3 separate regions of the Mus musculus genome follow, and all the other regions are linked to region 1. A link is a contact called in public Hi-C and Micro-C data. All regions are on one chromosome and are shown on one strand. Each heading gives the region's core, a stretch centred on a gene start, on an enhancer-like site or on the middle of the called end of the contact. The rest is flanking DNA. Distances are from core to core; before and after follow the strand shown. Region 1 holds the start of Myocd (myocardin). Region 2 has its middle 150 kb from the start of Gm26128. Region 3 has its middle 160 kb from the start of Gm12295.

Evidence for each region. Hi-C and Micro-C count contacts between places; a contact is called where the count stands out from the background.
Region 2: a contact with region 1 is called in a Hi-C map of cerebellum, with 1.9 times the contacts expected there. The contact joins the enhancer-like site here to the promoter of Myocd in region 1. A contact is called at or near these places in 2 of 39 promoter capture datasets (the 3T3-L1 cell line and hippocampal neurons), 13 of 484 Hi-C or Micro-C datasets (the HL-1 cell line, cerebellar granule neurons, cerebellum and 6 more) and 2 of 9 other capture datasets (adipose tissue and pancreatic islet).
Region 3: a contact with region 1 is called in a Micro-C map of the HL-1 cell line, with 4 times the contacts expected there. The contact joins the enhancer-like site here to the promoter of Myocd in region 1. A contact is called at or near these places in 1 of 39 promoter capture datasets (hippocampal neurons) and 4 of 484 Hi-C or Micro-C datasets (the HL-1 cell line, adipose-derived mesenchymal stem cells, nephron progenitors and 1 more).

Annotation. Positions count from the first base shown.
Region 1 is chr11:65,267,301-65,272,402 of GRCm38.p6, forward strand. It overlaps Myocd (myocardin), which reads right to left and starts at 2,689. Exons shown (of 13, transcript NM_146386.3): 1 at 2,344-2,689. The coding sequence starts at 2,398. It overlaps Gm30586 (a long non-coding RNA gene), which reads left to right and starts at 2,625. Exons shown (of 3, transcript XR_001780238.2): 1 at 2,625-2,963.
Region 2 is chr11:65,472,952-65,478,053 of GRCm38.p6, forward strand. No RefSeq gene overlaps it. Among named protein-coding and RNA genes, the nearest start is that of Gm26128, 150 kb to the right of the region's middle. Within about 2 kb of position 2,505, at least 31 of the 459 cell types and tissues checked have an H3K27ac peak or open chromatin away from gene starts, as enhancers often do. A contact at or near this core is called in cerebellar granule neurons, cerebellum and granulosa cells, where this site is marked.
Region 3 is chr11:65,440,612-65,445,713 of GRCm38.p6, forward strand. No RefSeq gene overlaps it. Among named protein-coding and RNA genes, the nearest start is that of Gm12295, 160 kb to the left of the region's middle. Within about 2 kb of position 3,005, at least 18 of the 459 cell types and tissues checked have an H3K27ac peak or open chromatin away from gene starts, as enhancers often do. A contact at or near this core is called in the HL-1 cell line and adipose-derived mesenchymal stem cells, where this site is marked.

The DNA of each region.
Region 1 (5,102 bases), core at 1,439-3,938:
ATCACACGTCTACTTGTAAGTAGGGAGTTGGTAAAACATGGTTGCTGCCCACGCCAGTTTCAGAATGAGAGGGACTGTCTGGAGATGGTGGACGAGTCCTATCACAGCAAGCCCATTGCTATAATCGTAAGACAGTTTACTTTCAGTTAGTTTTGAAACATTAATTTTAAAATCATACTACCAGGATCTACTATTGAAGTGAATATTCACTGCTATATACGAAGTTTTAGAGTTGGCAGCTGGAATCCCTCAAGAAAGAAATGGGGGTGACTGAGAGGGAGGGAGGGAGGGAGGGAGGGAGAGAGAGAGATATCAAGGTGAACAAGAGACCTTCCTCATTCATTTTTAGACAGAAAGTGAAGCAAAGTCCCCTAGGCAGAGGCAGTTAATACAAGGCCAGGCAGGCCTCAGGGCCACATGTCCACCATGGTCACTCTGTCCAGGAACTATAACCAGTAGCCATCAACTGATTTACAATCTTACAATAATGTTTTTCTTTCTCTTGTGTAAGATTATCAAGCACAACACCTAAGATGCGCAACTGGCTTTGTCTGTCATCGATTCCAGTCCCCTCAACTTTTAAATCAAAGCTTAAATTAAGCTTCCTACTTCTGTATTATGCTTCGACAAACTACCTTCCTTATGACAAAAATGCCTGAAAAACGTGGGATTGGTGCCAGGCAGTGGTGGCACATGCCTTTAATCCCAGCACTTGGAAAGCAGAGGCAGGTGGATTTTGAGGTCAGCCTGGTCTACAGAGTGAGTTCTAGGACAGCCAGGGCTACACAGAGAAACCCTGTCTTAAAAAAAAAAAAAGTGGGGTTGGACTTCTTCAAAGCTCCAGGATAAAGATTCGCAGGGTCCAGGTAGAGACCTCAGGCCTGCACAATCCACTGAGTTAGGGGTTAAAATAGTGCAAACAGTTTTCCCTCTCCACCATATTTCAGCTGAGGAATTCCTTGATAAGTCTGTTTTGCAAGCCCACTATCAAGAACATCACCAAATCCTTTTAGAAATGATCCAGCAGCCTCTCCCTGTCCCTCCGTCTACCCCATTAAACTGCACGGGAGCAGTTGAAATAAACTCAGCTTTATGCAAAAACAAAAATGACATCCTTGCTCCCTCAGAAAGGTGGCAGTATTGCCTTGTGGTTTTGAGCAAATTACCAAGCATGTGAGGTCTCTGATGAACAAACTAACCACCTCACCTCAACATGGAAAGGACAAACGTGCATGGCTGACCCCGGTGGCTAGTGGTTAGGAGACACACCCCAGGCCTCCAGAGGCACTGTGGCTCCTGGCCACTTCAGCTCTTAAGTTTTCAACTTGCCTCACTAAACAATCCTTCAAGAAATCCCCAGAGTGTCCCATCCACACCTAAGGATCAGGAACAACTGAGGTGGTTACAGAGGCTCCTTATGGCCCATCACCCACTGTGCACAATTTCTGAGCCACTCATTTCAAGACAAACAGTTGAGTAGCTCCTTCAGAAGGACCAAGGGAATTGACAGAGTGAGTGGCACCAGCATCAGCCAGCACCTGTTACATGGAAGGCTCACACCAGAGCTATCCACCAAAATGTTCGTTCTTAGAAGGTGCCCTGCCATCATTGAATGGCCCTGTTACCACTGTTATAAAAGCAAGAATGGGCAAAGCTAGGTAGCCCTTCCAGGATGCGAACGAGGGAACACAATCCTGCGTCTTCTGTAGGCCCCCACGTACCCTTTCCTTATACTCACCTCTCCTGAGTGTCCCTCCAGAAGTTTCTCTGTGTGCCACTAACACAACAATTTTAGGGAAAATTGTCCATTTATAAATATCAGATGGTTTGGGAAAAAATATTTGTGGCGCTGGTTTTTTTCCCCCATGGTGATGTCATTTAAAAATTCTTGGTGTGCTCCAAATTCGCTATTTTTACTTCCTCCAAGTGACTTTTTTGGGAAATACATTTGTTTGGATTAGCTACATGTTAAGTGACCCCTAGACGTCTCACAGTCCTAGGCACATTGTCTCAGCGGTTGTAACTGATAACGCGCCCACTCTATAACTTCAGATCCTGGAGTTGCCCATTTCAACACAGTTCCTTTTGGGTCGTCCCCTTAAAAATGTCTATTTACCGATAAAGGAAAATATAGTAAAATAAAGTAAAACATTGGATTATTCGTAAACAAAACTCAAACTTAACACAGGTCAAAGGGAAGACATTTGAAGGCATTCAGTCAAACACAGTGTTCATTTTGGGGAAACAGAGGGAAGGCCGCCACCTCAGGCCCGAAGCATTCATTGTAAAGCAGTTGAGTGGTAGAGATGAAAAGTTTAAGGAGTGCTGAACGCCTTACTCTACCTGATCGGAACTTCCTTCTAATCAGCAAAGAGTGTTCAGACCCCAGGAGTGTCATGGTGAGTCTCAGCAAGCCGCTGGTCGTTGGCCAGGCGCCCCGCTTTCCACCAGAAACTGGCTCCCGGGAGCCCAGAGGACAGCAGCTAACAACCCAGAATTCATCCAACTCTTGGGGAGCTCCCTTGGGTAGGAGGACGCACAGTGGCCGCCAGTGTCCCCAGAAAACTGGCGCCTCCCCCCTCGCCGCTCGCGAGGCTAATTAACTCCCAGCAGGCAGGACCCTCCTCCTCTGAGGGTGGCCGGGAACAGCCGCATCCTAGGCGTTCCTGGCTGATGTCATAGGCTGCCAGCGGTCGCGGAGTACCGCCACCACGCCTTTATGAAGGTCCCAAGTTTGCTATCTGATCCTCTTTACTACTGACAGGAGATCAGCCAATCAGGAGCGGTGAGCGGGGCCTGGGGACCAGACGCGGCCCCAGGAGTCTTAACAGCCGGCTCTTAACTCTTTGCAGAATAGTGCGCCAAGGCTGCTTGCCCAGGCGGGAGTCTCTGCACTGGCACCCCTAAATCGGATGCCCGAAGGCTGCAGGCGGCGCCCGGCGTGCAGGTGGCGCCTGGCGACGGTAGGAGTGTATCTGCTTGTCCTAGGTGTGCATGTCCCTGGTGTCCCCAGCTTACTGCAGGGCTCTGGAAGGTACATCTCCAGAACGCGCTGGAGCCTGGGCCAAGAAGCTGGGTTGGCTTGCAACTCCCGGGAGCACCCGCTTCCCCTCTGTATCCGAGCGGTGGTGCTTCAGGAGACCGATGCCTGGAGCAGCTACTGAGCGGCTGAAGAAGTGGCAGAAAGTCTTTCCCTGTGGTTGGATGTTCTCTTTGGATTCACAAAAAGTTTGTGTCTGGGGACTGAGCCCAGAGTGCGATTGGTGCAAAAGTTGAGCGTACTATTGAGCACTCAACAGGGTAGGATTCGGTGGCCTGGGCAAGCCAGATCGGAAAAGTGCAGAGGTTTTTCACGTCCCTTTCATAGTGGGAAAGGGACCCAAAGAGGCGCTGAGGATGCGCGTCTCTGGGGTGCCTGGGGTGACAGGGTCCCACGTGCATCATTAAGTACAACACATGTTCTAAGACAAAGATTTAGATAGTTGGAAAAAAAACATTGAACTGCATACATACAACACACAATTTGCCACTATTTGCAACTTTATATGCACGTGAGCTCCCAGATACAATTCTTTACATCTCCCCTTTTGTCTCAAAGCTGTGAATTCTTGAAGAGAATGACAATGACAGGTGGAGGCCTAATGTAACAATATCTGTTAGGGACTAATCTCTGCCCTGATCCGGGGTCTTCTGCCTCTATCAACTGTTGCTGAAGACACCCTAGGGTGCCCAGACCTTCCTTTTTCCCATTCTCTGGGTTGCACCAATGCACTTGAATCTTGGAATTCGTTTTCTGAGATAGGTAATGCTCCTCCTCACTAAATCAGAGAGGAGGTGGAGCCCTGCTACTCAACTTCCTCTTGTGAATAGGGTTGGGCAGTACGAGCCTACAACAGGCTGCCTCCTGTGGTAGCCTGGCAGTGGTTGTGCATTCCACAAGCAGTGCTGAACTGGGCTGTTCCTGTGGGAACAGATCACAGCCGCTTTAATGGCTTACATCAATCCCGATTCATTACCTTGCAGGTTTGAAGGCTGGGAGTCAGAAACTGGTCTCACTGAGTTAAAAAAAAAAAATCAAGGTGTTGGCAGAACTGTGTTCCCTTCTGGAAGCTCATGAAGAGACTCCATTTCCTTTCCCTTTCCAACTACTAGAGGCCACCCATGTTCCTTGGCTTCCAGCCTGTTCTTCCATCTCCCAAAACAGAAATTGTGGGTCAAGTTCTTATTACATCTTATCAGTCTAGCTCCTCCCTCCCCACCTTCTGCATCTCTCTCTGAGTTAACCTTACTTTAAGGAAAAACTCTGTCAGGCTAGCTGATGATGAATCCTTATTCCCACTTGCTATGCAATGTAACATAATTGCAGATGCCTGAACTTGGAAGTGAAGGGGAAGATGTTGTATTGTGTGTTACATAGAGAAGGTCTCTCTCGTCCCAGCTCATCAAAGAAGAGAAACACAACAGAGGAAGGACTGGGAGGGGTCAGGCCCGCATGTCTAGAACAGCCCTAAGCAGGGTTGAGATGCATGGGGCAGGGGCGACTCCAGAGAAAAGAGGTAGCAGGATAAGGGACATCACAAAATTATCCCATGGAGGAAACTCTGTGAAACATGAAAAAGAAAGAATAGAAGGAAAGACCCAAAGGAATGTTTACACTGAAGACAGCAAGGCTGAGGAGATGCCCACGGCAACTTAGTGGGGCTTTCTTTATTCAGTGGGAGTTGTGATAAAATCAGCTGAAGGATCCAACCAAGGGTCTTTCTGACCCAGAGGGACGGAGGGGGTTGGAGTGTGTGCTTGTGGACAGGACCACAGTCCCTCTTTTGCTGGCTTTCTTTTATTGTTATTTAGTGAGATTAGTGAGATGAGGTCTCCCTGCCCTAGGATTTTTTTTTTTTTTTTTTTTTTTTTTTTTTTTTTTTTTTTTTTTTTTTTTAGTTTTCATCTCAAAAGGAGTTTATTCATTAATCCTTAAAGTAATATTTTAACTAATTCTTCAAGAATTTCATATTATCAATTTGGATCATATTCATGCTCCCTACCCCAACCCGATTCGATTCAGATCTCTCTCCACCTTCCTTGCCTCCCTACCCATCCATCTC
Region 2 (5,102 bases), core at 1,255-3,754, 210 kb after region 1:
TCCAATAAATGACTTAATATCATTTTTCTTTATGACTGATAAAGCTCCATCATGTGTGTTTGTGTATATGTGTGTATATATGTATACATGTATGCATTCATGTATATACATGTATGTGCATAAATATATATGTATCACATTCTCTTTATCTGTTCATTTGTTGATTGGCACTTAAACTGATTCCAAAACTCAGCCATTGTTTCACTGTTCCTCTATATCCTCTCATTTTCTCTCATCCATATAGGGGCATCTACAACACAGAGCTGCCATGGACCTAAAGTATAATTTGGTGCTTTTCAGAATCATCCTGTATCTTTCAATGAAAGCATAACATTGAAAGTATGACACTTCCTGCTCTTAGCTTGCATAACTCATGTTTTCAAATGAAAAGATTTGCAAGGATCACAGAGTCTGTAACTCTTCCCATGATGGAGGTAGAGATGGGCTGCTGTTGGTGACAGAAAAATGGTGGATGACCTTCCCTCCTGGCTGGACATGTTCACTTGTCAAAGTCTTCCCCTTCATCCAAGGCCCATCGGTGATGCCCACAGAATGTTGTTCCCACCCTCTCAATGGAGTTCAGACTTGTCAGTGCATACTACTGTATATCTGCCAGGGCAAGATAATTTTCCACTTTGGATGGACATAGAAAGTCATGATGTCATAGAAGCTGCGTTACCAAGAACTGGGGAATGCCAGGTGATGCGAAAATAACCATACAAAAGGTTTTAAATGGTTTTTAAATATTAGAAATGGTAATGAGTGAGTGGAACAGGGGGAAACTATGCATGGGATGGCAAGCTCAGGTTCTGCAAGCCAAAGACTAAGAAAGACAGCTGTGCTGAGATTCTAGACAAGGTCTTCCGGGACCGGGAAGAACAATTAGACTTGGTGCCCTTGAGGAACATGCACAAGGGAGAGAAGGTGGGTCTTCAGAGCTCAAGTCAAGGAAGCTACAAGGGTCCTTTCCAAGGTCCTCTTTGTTTCTTTCTCCCTGACTGCTGCATAAGCATTTTAAATATCCCTGGCACCTTGACAAAGTCTTGGCATGAACTTTGTTTTCTTCCTCCAACTTTATATATTGAATGCCTGACCCCAGTGTAAGATGCTTGGAAAATGGGGCCTTGGGTGGTAATTAGTGTTAGATGTGTCATGGCCTCGTGGAATTGGTGCCATAAGAGATACCATAGACACTCTGTCCATTCTTTTTCCATCATGAAAGGACACAGAAAGGTCAGTGCATAGGTGTCATGAGAAGCCTCAGAACAAAACCTACTTGCCCAGTACTTTGATCAATCACTCTGTAGCTTCTGCAAATGCTGGGAAATAAAGTTTTTGTCCCACCCCTCAACCCTAGTCTAGGGTATTATGCCACAGCAACCCAAGCTGACTGACAGTCTACTAAGTCTAACCTCAGAAGAGGAGCTGCAAATAGCCTTTCAATGAAATAGTGGTAGAGAAAGGAGACGTGCCACTGCCCCTCAGCCTTTGGTGGCTCATCTAAGCCAGTGTAAACAGGACCTCGACTTCCTCTCTCAGCATTTAACCAGGTATTTTCAGAAATCTTGATAATCCCACAGAAATCCAAAACATTCAGTTCCACGTTCTTTCACCCTAGGCTCCCGTGGCTTTTGCCATTATCCCCAAAGTTAAGACGTCAAGGGCAATAGTCACCTTCTGGTCCCAAAGCTAAAGACACTTAAGATGCCCACATAGAGCTGTGGTCTTCACAGTTTCCCACAAGTTACATGCAGGGATGAAGGAAAAATAAAAAACATTTCCTCCATTCTGGGACTTTCTGCTTGGACTCTTAAGAAACGTTCCTCCTGCCTCGGCTCTCACTGAATCTTCTAAGGAAATGGACTCTGCAGCTTCCCTTTGCATTCCTATGTTTCCTGAGCTTATGCACACCCAAGATTTATGTCAAGCAATCAGGCATCTGTGGTAATCCACTCATCCCTACAATCGCTCGCGTCTTCTATGGCCATTTCACAAGGTCACACCAGAGCTTGAATTAATGACCTAACACATCTCAGTCTTGGACTCTGTTCATACCTAGCCATGGAGTATAGGAGATTTCATTTATTTACTGACGTATTTATTTAGTGTTCATGGGAAAAGCCACATGGAAGATGAGAAGAAAGTGATTCTGTCCCTTGCAGGAAAAGGCATGTGTATGAGTAGGTGTGTGCATGTGTGTATGTGTATATTTGTGTATGAATGCATGTGTGCATGTGTGAGTGTATTTGCATGTGTGTCTGAGTAAGTGTGTGTGAGCATACATATGTGTGTCTGAGTGAGTGTGTGTGTGTGTGTGTGTGTACATGCACCTCAGTTCTCTGGGGTTGGAATCAAGATCTATGTCCGCATTGCGCTGCTGCCAGTAGACGCTTGACTCGCACCCCTACGCGTGACATCTGTTTGTTCAAATGTCACACAATTCATGTTCAGTGTGGGATCGCGGTGGTGCTGTGACACTGAGCAGCTGAGGACTCCCAAGCTTGGCAGACTCCCCGGCGTGTTGCACTGTGGCAGACAGCCAAGGTACTGCAGGCTTAGAGCTCCATCCACACGGTACAGGCAAGTGCTCCCACAGACCAGACCAGGTGAGGCAAACAGTGAGCCAGCCATGTTCCTCTTATGTAATCCTGCCCCCCCATGGACACAGTCTTGTTCTGGGCTCTTGATTTCTTTCATGTGGTTCCGTGCACTAAGAAGATTAAATCAGTTCCAATAGGTACTGGTTTAATGGAGATGATAAACTTTTATTGAACTTGAGCACATTAAAATGAAATGTAAGCATAGGTGATTTTGGCGTTTGCCTAGGGTCTCTTCCAATCTGAACAAAGCCAGCTTGCCTTCTCTGGAAAATAACAGCTCCAAGCCGGGCTCACTTTATGTGCTTAATTAAAATCTATTTTCGTGGTATAAAAAGAAGCAGAGCGATGTAACAACCCTTTGCTTCTTTAGCTATCCAAAGAAAGTATGCTTTCTGCTCCAAAGGCGGACAAGTGTCCTCTTCCAAACAGACGCTCTCTTTCCTGCAAAGTGCAGGTACCCGGCTGTTTTACAGCAGCGCGTCTGCTAATCTGTGATCTGTTTTGTCTGTGAATGGGATTATCGTGGTGGTTTATTGAACAAGAGCCAAAAACGATATTAAGTAAACTGTTTATGCAAAGCCACCAGGCTGCAAACTCCAAACTCAGGCTCGTTGCAGGTTTTAATCAAAATAAACTTTATTATAGGTTCAACTGGACAGTTAAACCTTCCAGGGTCTATTCAACTTGCTGAATGTATAAAACACGAGACCACAGCTCTCCGCAGAAATTATGAAACTGTAAATATCGTGGTTAACCTCAGAAGGGTGCCTTTCTCTGCAGCTCTCTGGAGCTCTCTTGCTCGGCTTTCGGTCAGCCGGATGTCAGCCAGGCTCCTGGGCCAGGCGCCTGTCACTGTCTCTGCCAGTCCTGTGAGTCAAGGGGGGAGGTTTGGCACTCTAGCACAGCAGGGGGTAGCCATGGAGCCTGTCACTAACCCAGAGCCCAGTTCTTTGGAACAACATCTTTATGTCTCTTGGGGCTGGCAGGGATATACCCGGACTCTTTGACCCATATAGTGGTCCCCAGTTCCAAAGGGTCCAAATGGATTTTTATTAATGTCTGCTCTTGCCCTTGGTGAATCTTAAATTCTATTCTGGGGCCAAAACATTTCACAAGCAGTCTTTGATCTGGGTGAAAACAGACAAGAGACCAAAGGAATAGAAAGTCAATCCGGGAAGCCGAACATGAATACATTGTTTTGTCTCCTCATGGGTTCTGTAGCAGAAGACCAGCGGGTTCCAGTTTGCATTCACTGTGCCCAGGAAAGTGATGGAAAAAGTCTTTTCTCCAGGGCTTCACAAAGGAAAAGAATAGGTCCACCCAATTCATTTTCCTACAATTGTCTTCTGTGGTTCTATCCTTTTGACATCTCTCCAATCATCTCTTCACCTCATTGGTCTCATTCATTCACTCACTCATTCATTCATTCATTCATTCATCAACAGCTGCTCTGTGGCCACATGGTGAATGGCAGTTATAATACTTTGCGTGTGGCTCAGAAAAGGCTCTGTGCCTGGTAGGACAGGAGGGCATCTTTTGGCACCACCTTCCAGGTCTTCCTGGTTCCTAAACCTCCAGATGCTAAAGACTCTTCAGACTCAGCCAGAGACCTCTCCTTCCTCTGTTTTCTCCCCCTAAGCAATGTTCTCCAGTCTTGGATCTCTGAGCACTTTTAGGTTACGACTCCATTTTGCTGTCTCTAACCTTGACCTGAAAGGATCAGATATGACACAGAACTGGGAATAGCTCCTTTTCTCACCATCTGGAATGCAAATCCCAAAGACTAAACTCCTATCAGTGGCCTGAGCCTCCACCTATAACAAAACACAACACCAAAAAAGAACACACTAAACTCAAAGCAACAGAACAATGGGACACTAGAAGCAGAGCGAATCCCAATTAGATATAAAACTTTTAAAAGCTTTAGTAGAGAAGATGAATGAGATCAAAAGCTGGAAATTTGAAAAGATCAAAGAAAATTTTTGTGGTTGTAGCCAGACCTCATCGCGGAGGAAGTAAAGGGATTCACAAATTAACATTGGGAATGAGAAATGGCACGCATGAGGCGTCACTAAAATATGAAGACATGAAAGGACTATGTAGTCAGAGGGCTGTTATAAATGAGTTATGATCATTCAGACACCTTAGAAGAAAAGGTCAGATTCCTCAGAAGACACACAACCAATAAGCATTCAAGGAAAAAGTCGATAACCTGAATACACAATCCCTCTTCTACCTTAAAAAACTGAAAACGGACTTTGTATATAAAACCTTCTATTAAAGAAAATATCAGCTCTGAAACCAGTGAAAATTTCCAAATGTGAATAAAAATTAAATCACGTGGACAAATTCGTGTGTGTGTGTGTGTGTGTGTGTACACATGCGCTCATGCGCTCGCATGTACACGTGCACATGTACTCACATGTTCATGTGTGCAGTTTGTCTGTGGACCGGTGCACATGCATGTGTGTACTTAGGTGTCATCCTCAAGAATGCTGCCTA
Region 3 (5,102 bases), core at 1,755-4,254, 170 kb after region 1:
TGCGGCACATCTGTCGCCTTGACTAACACACATGAGTTTGACAAGCCGTCCTCTGGACCACACTGAAGGTCTGATCTTATGTCACATTCTTAAATGCAGGGAAGCAACATTTAAGTCCTTGATCCAGAGAATTTTTGATGGTCTGGAAAGTAGAATATTCATTATGTAAAAGTTTCGGTAATTTCTCCTTCAGTCTCTTTATACTTTAGACTCAAGGAAACAACCTGTGGAGAAAGAAAAACGCGTCTATAGAAGGCTCAGGAATTCATCCCCTGACCTGAGTTTGAATTCTGTCCTATTATTTACCAGATGAAACTGCAATGCGTCTTACTTTCCTAGGAAGAAGAGCTCTGGCATCAACACTTGAAAGATAATATATAAAATCTGCTGTGGTGCCTGATACGTAAAAAGTGTGTAATAAATACACTCTTTTGCCCCCCCCTCATTATTCTCAGAAACATACCTGCCTTTCATGGAATTCCATGGGACACAATGCACAGGAACGATTGTCTATGAATACACTCTTGCTTTCTGTTTCCCCAGAACTGAGAGAGTTTCTCAGAGATGAAAACATTCTATTTTGTAATGTAGAAGCAAGAATTACTCGGCTCTCCTCTAGCTTTCATTCTTTCCTACTGTGCCCTGTGCGAAAGAACTGGTTGGAAAGGATTCATGGAAACCAGTATCATCTGTGTAATTAGACAATCCATCCAAGTACATACATTAGCACCCAAGACAGTGTCCTGAGTGACCCCGTCCACTGAGTTTCCCTCTCCTTCTGATGCAAGACACTGCAGAGTATGTTAGCCTTTGTCTGGATAACATGGCCCTCAAGCTCACTCAACTTGCCAGTTCAGCATTATACCTCTCATTTAATAAAAGCCAACATGCTTTGGAGTGAGAGGTATCCAGCACTCTTTGTAGCAAACAGTATTGTCTGGCTGATGCTTAAGAACAAGCAATTCCAAATCCTCAATGATCTAAAGCAACACTTGCTTAAACTTTCATGTTCTGGGGAGCACGGGGAAGACTTGTTTGGTTAAGTGGCAACAGCGATACCTGATGATTCAAGTTTGGCTCTCTGGTACCTACATAAGAAAGCCAGGTGTGGCAGCCCGCATCTGCAATAGTAGCTGGGAGGGCTGAAAACAGGATGACCCTTAGGGCTTGCTGACCAGCCTGTCTATCCCCCCACCCCAAAAAAATGTAAGGCAGAAGGCTGGGGAAATGGTTTGGTAGGTAAAGCACTTACCTTGAAAACATGGGGCCTACATTCAGATCCTTGGATGTAGTGGTAAGTTGGGCACAGTGGCACATGTCTGTACCACATCGTTCCTCCAGTCAGAGGGGAGGTGGAAAGAGGAGCATCCTTAAAGCTTGCACGGCAGCTAGCCTGTCTACACAGCGGCAAACAAAAGCCTTTGTCTCAAACCAAAAGAAAGGAAAACAGAAAGAGCCAGCTCACCTCCACCTGTATGCTATGACATGAGCAGACCAGTCTCCACACACACAGAAATATGCACACAGGAGTACACATATCTTTTAAAATTTAGAAAAATGAGCCGGGCGGTGGTGGCACACGCCTTTAATCCCAGCACTTGGGAGGCAGAGGCAGGCAGATTTCTGAGTTTGAGGCCAGCCTGGTCTACAAAGTGAGTTCCAGGACAGCTAGACAGAGAAAACCTGTCTCGGAAAAAAAACAGAAAAAAAAATTAGAAAAATGAAAATAATTGAAGAAGACACCTCTACCCCCACATACAATATGTACACACACATACACATCATAGGTACATAGAAATTTGTGTTCTTGGAAATTATACTGTCAAGAGAGTAGAAAGACAAAGCACATGGTGGAAGAAATTATTTGCAAAATGCACAGCTGATGAAGGACTTTTACACAAAGTATACACAGAATTCTCACCCCTTGATAAACAAAAAAGGCCTTGCACCAGGAGTCAGTCACCTGGGTTATACATCCAACCTAAAGGAGGGACAAACCAGACTCAACTGATCCACAATTAGATCTGCAATAGCCCAGGGTACTGGGAAGACATAGTGGTTTTCATAATTCAGACAAACACCTGCTAGCAAAATCACAGTCCTGGCATCATTTCTGTTGCTGTGGGAAAATGCCCTGATGAAAAGGGTCTTACTGGAGAGAGGGTTTGTTTGGCATTCGATTTTACGTGGTGGTCTACCACTGAGGAAAAGTCAAGACAGACATTCAAAGACACTGGTCACATCGAGTTCCAGAACAAAGCGAGAAAAAATGCATGTATGTCCCCTGCTCAGTTCATGTTTTACTCTTTACAGTTCAGGGCCCAGCCACTGAAATGATGCCTCTCACATTCTGGGTGGGTCTTGCTCACTTAATTAAATTTCCACACGGGCATGTCCACAGGTCAACCTGATCTACACACACCCCTATTGGGTTCCTCTTCTTTGGCGATTGTAGGTTGTGTCAAGTCGAGAGTGCTTAAACTGACCATTGCAAACAAGGATGCTCAGGCCATAGATCACCCTTATTTTTATTCTGGTTCACCTTTGCTTTGCTGTGGTACAATGTTTTCCGAGATGTACCTATGCTAAGGAAATATGTATGACCTCTGTAATTCACCTGAGAACTCAGAAGACTGGAGAAATCAGAGACAAGACAACAGAAAGCAGAGAGAGAGAGAGAGAGAGAGAGAGAGAGAGAGAGAGAGAGAGAGAGAGAGAGACAGAGAGAGACAGAGAGAGACAGAGAGAGACAGAGAGAGACAGAGAGAGACAGAGAGAGACAGAGAGAGACAGAGAGACAGAGAGAGACAGAGAGAGAGAGAGAGACAGAGAGACAGAGACACAGAGAGATATGACTTCAAATGTTTCTGGCACTCGGCAGACCAGCAAGAATGAAAAATTCTTCATCTCTGAGAATCAAAAGCTACACATGAGCCAAACACATCTGCTGAATGTTCAACGTGACAACACGGAGCTCAGAGGGAATGCACTGAATCATTTCAAAGATTCCTAAGAAACTTCACAAGTACATCTAGGCACTACTCAGCTATGTGCTCACATGAAGCATCCTCGGCGGATTCAAGAGCCTGGAAAAAAACAGCCTTCTTATCCATCCCTATGACTCACCAATGGGAGACAGCAGGAAGTCAAGGCAACCATAATTGGGAGTCTCTGGGGATCAGATAAAAGCCTGTAAGCTGTGCCTCTCCTGAGGCATTTGGAAAAAGTTGGGTAAGACAGATGGATGAACGCCATGGAGCATGTCGATTCCTCGAAAACTTTAATACACTCACATTTCAAATGTAAAAGTACAACGCAACATGTCGTGAAAATCCTCCCCTCTCCTCCCAAGTCCTCCTGATCATTCTAGAGCCGATGACAAATTGCTGGGACATTCATCTATCTACATTTTAATGCAAACCTTTAAAATTTTTTTCTTCCCTTTTAACTTAAAACTTAATCAGTCTACACCTTGCTTTTGAAACCTAAGGTGCAGCATTTTCTGAATTTTAAAGTGAAACACACATGAAAATCAATTGAATGAATCTTCTCTGTCGATATGATTCAAGTACAGAGAAGGCAGAACATAATTAATACAAGCAACTCTTGAAACCACTATTTTCTAGTCCTATGGTGGCTCTCGGTGGCATATGCTTTAAGGATTTAAAAAATTGAAAAGAAATCTGAATTTCCTTTAGGTTGTGTTGGTGGGAGTGATAGGTAGTGGTTATTAAGAAACTATTTTGGATATGTTTAGAGAAGAGAAAAGTTGAAGATTGTGTACAGTCAAGAGACAGGTGTTGTCATGTGAGAAGAGGGGACTAACTCTGAGGAAGGCAAGAGAGATCTTGCAGCTGGGTTAAAATGAAGAATATTAAGAGAAACTAGATTTTTTTTGCAAAATGAAAAGGCAATACCAGAATTGAAATGCACCCCAGAATTAGACTCCCCAGAATCAGCCCTCTGAGTGCAATCTTTATTCTAGATGTCTCATCCACTAAGTAGAATCAGGAAATGTTGCAGAAATGGCGATTTACAGGTCAGAAATAAAGAGTGTGAAAAATGGTGCAGGAATATTCTACTGCATGTCAGAAAGAACAAGACAGGCACCAGGAGCATACAGGATCCAGCCGCAGGGACACCCAATGATGAAATTTTAAATTAACATTCTACCATGTGTCAGAAACACCAAGACAGGCGAAATAATGGACTTTGACTTTGTATGTGTTATAAAAAGTATGAGGGGAAGAGTGTGTAGTACCAAATAAGCTAGCTAGATTCCAGTTTGGAAATGACCAACTTAACACCTCTTCTGTTAGTGACTAATCCAAGTGATAAAGAAGAGAGACAGGAGCTAGAGACAGTCTGGATGTTACAATTCAAGTCAGCACCCATCCATACCGTGACTGTGTCATCATTTAATGAAAACTTCTAAATACGGTCATCCTTTAATATCCATAAAGGCTTCCTTCTTGGCCTCCCACAAATGCCATAATCAGTGGGTGCTCAAATAGGTTATATTAGCAGCATAGCATCTGCATACAAACTGCTAACACCATCCCCCATACTTTAACGTCTCTCCATTGGACACAATGCCAGATATACTATAAATACTACATGGATAGAAAATACCATTGAGGGAATAATGCCAATAAAAATAAAAAAGAGTTGGTATATGTTCAGCAACCACTCAAACTTTTCCAAATATGTGCCAATTTCAGTTTATTAAATTCCCAGGTGAAGAACCAGTAAGCATGGAATCTGTGGCTACAGGGATCTATACTGGCTAATTTCATGTCCACTTGACAGAAGCTACAGTCATTTTGGAAGAGGAACTCTATGTTGAGAAAACACCTCCATCAGATTGGTCTGTAGAAAAAGCCTGTGGGACATTTTCTTAATTAGTAATTGGTGTGGGAAGGCTCAGCCCACCGTGGGCGGTGTCACCCCTAAGCTGGTGGCCCTGGTGGTACTTGATGCTATATGAAAGCAGGCTGAGTGAGTGATGGGGAGTAAACCAGTAAGTTGCACCCCTCCATAGCTTCTGTAAAAGTTTCTGCCTCCAAGTTTCCCTTAGGGCTGGACTGTAATGTAGACTAAAA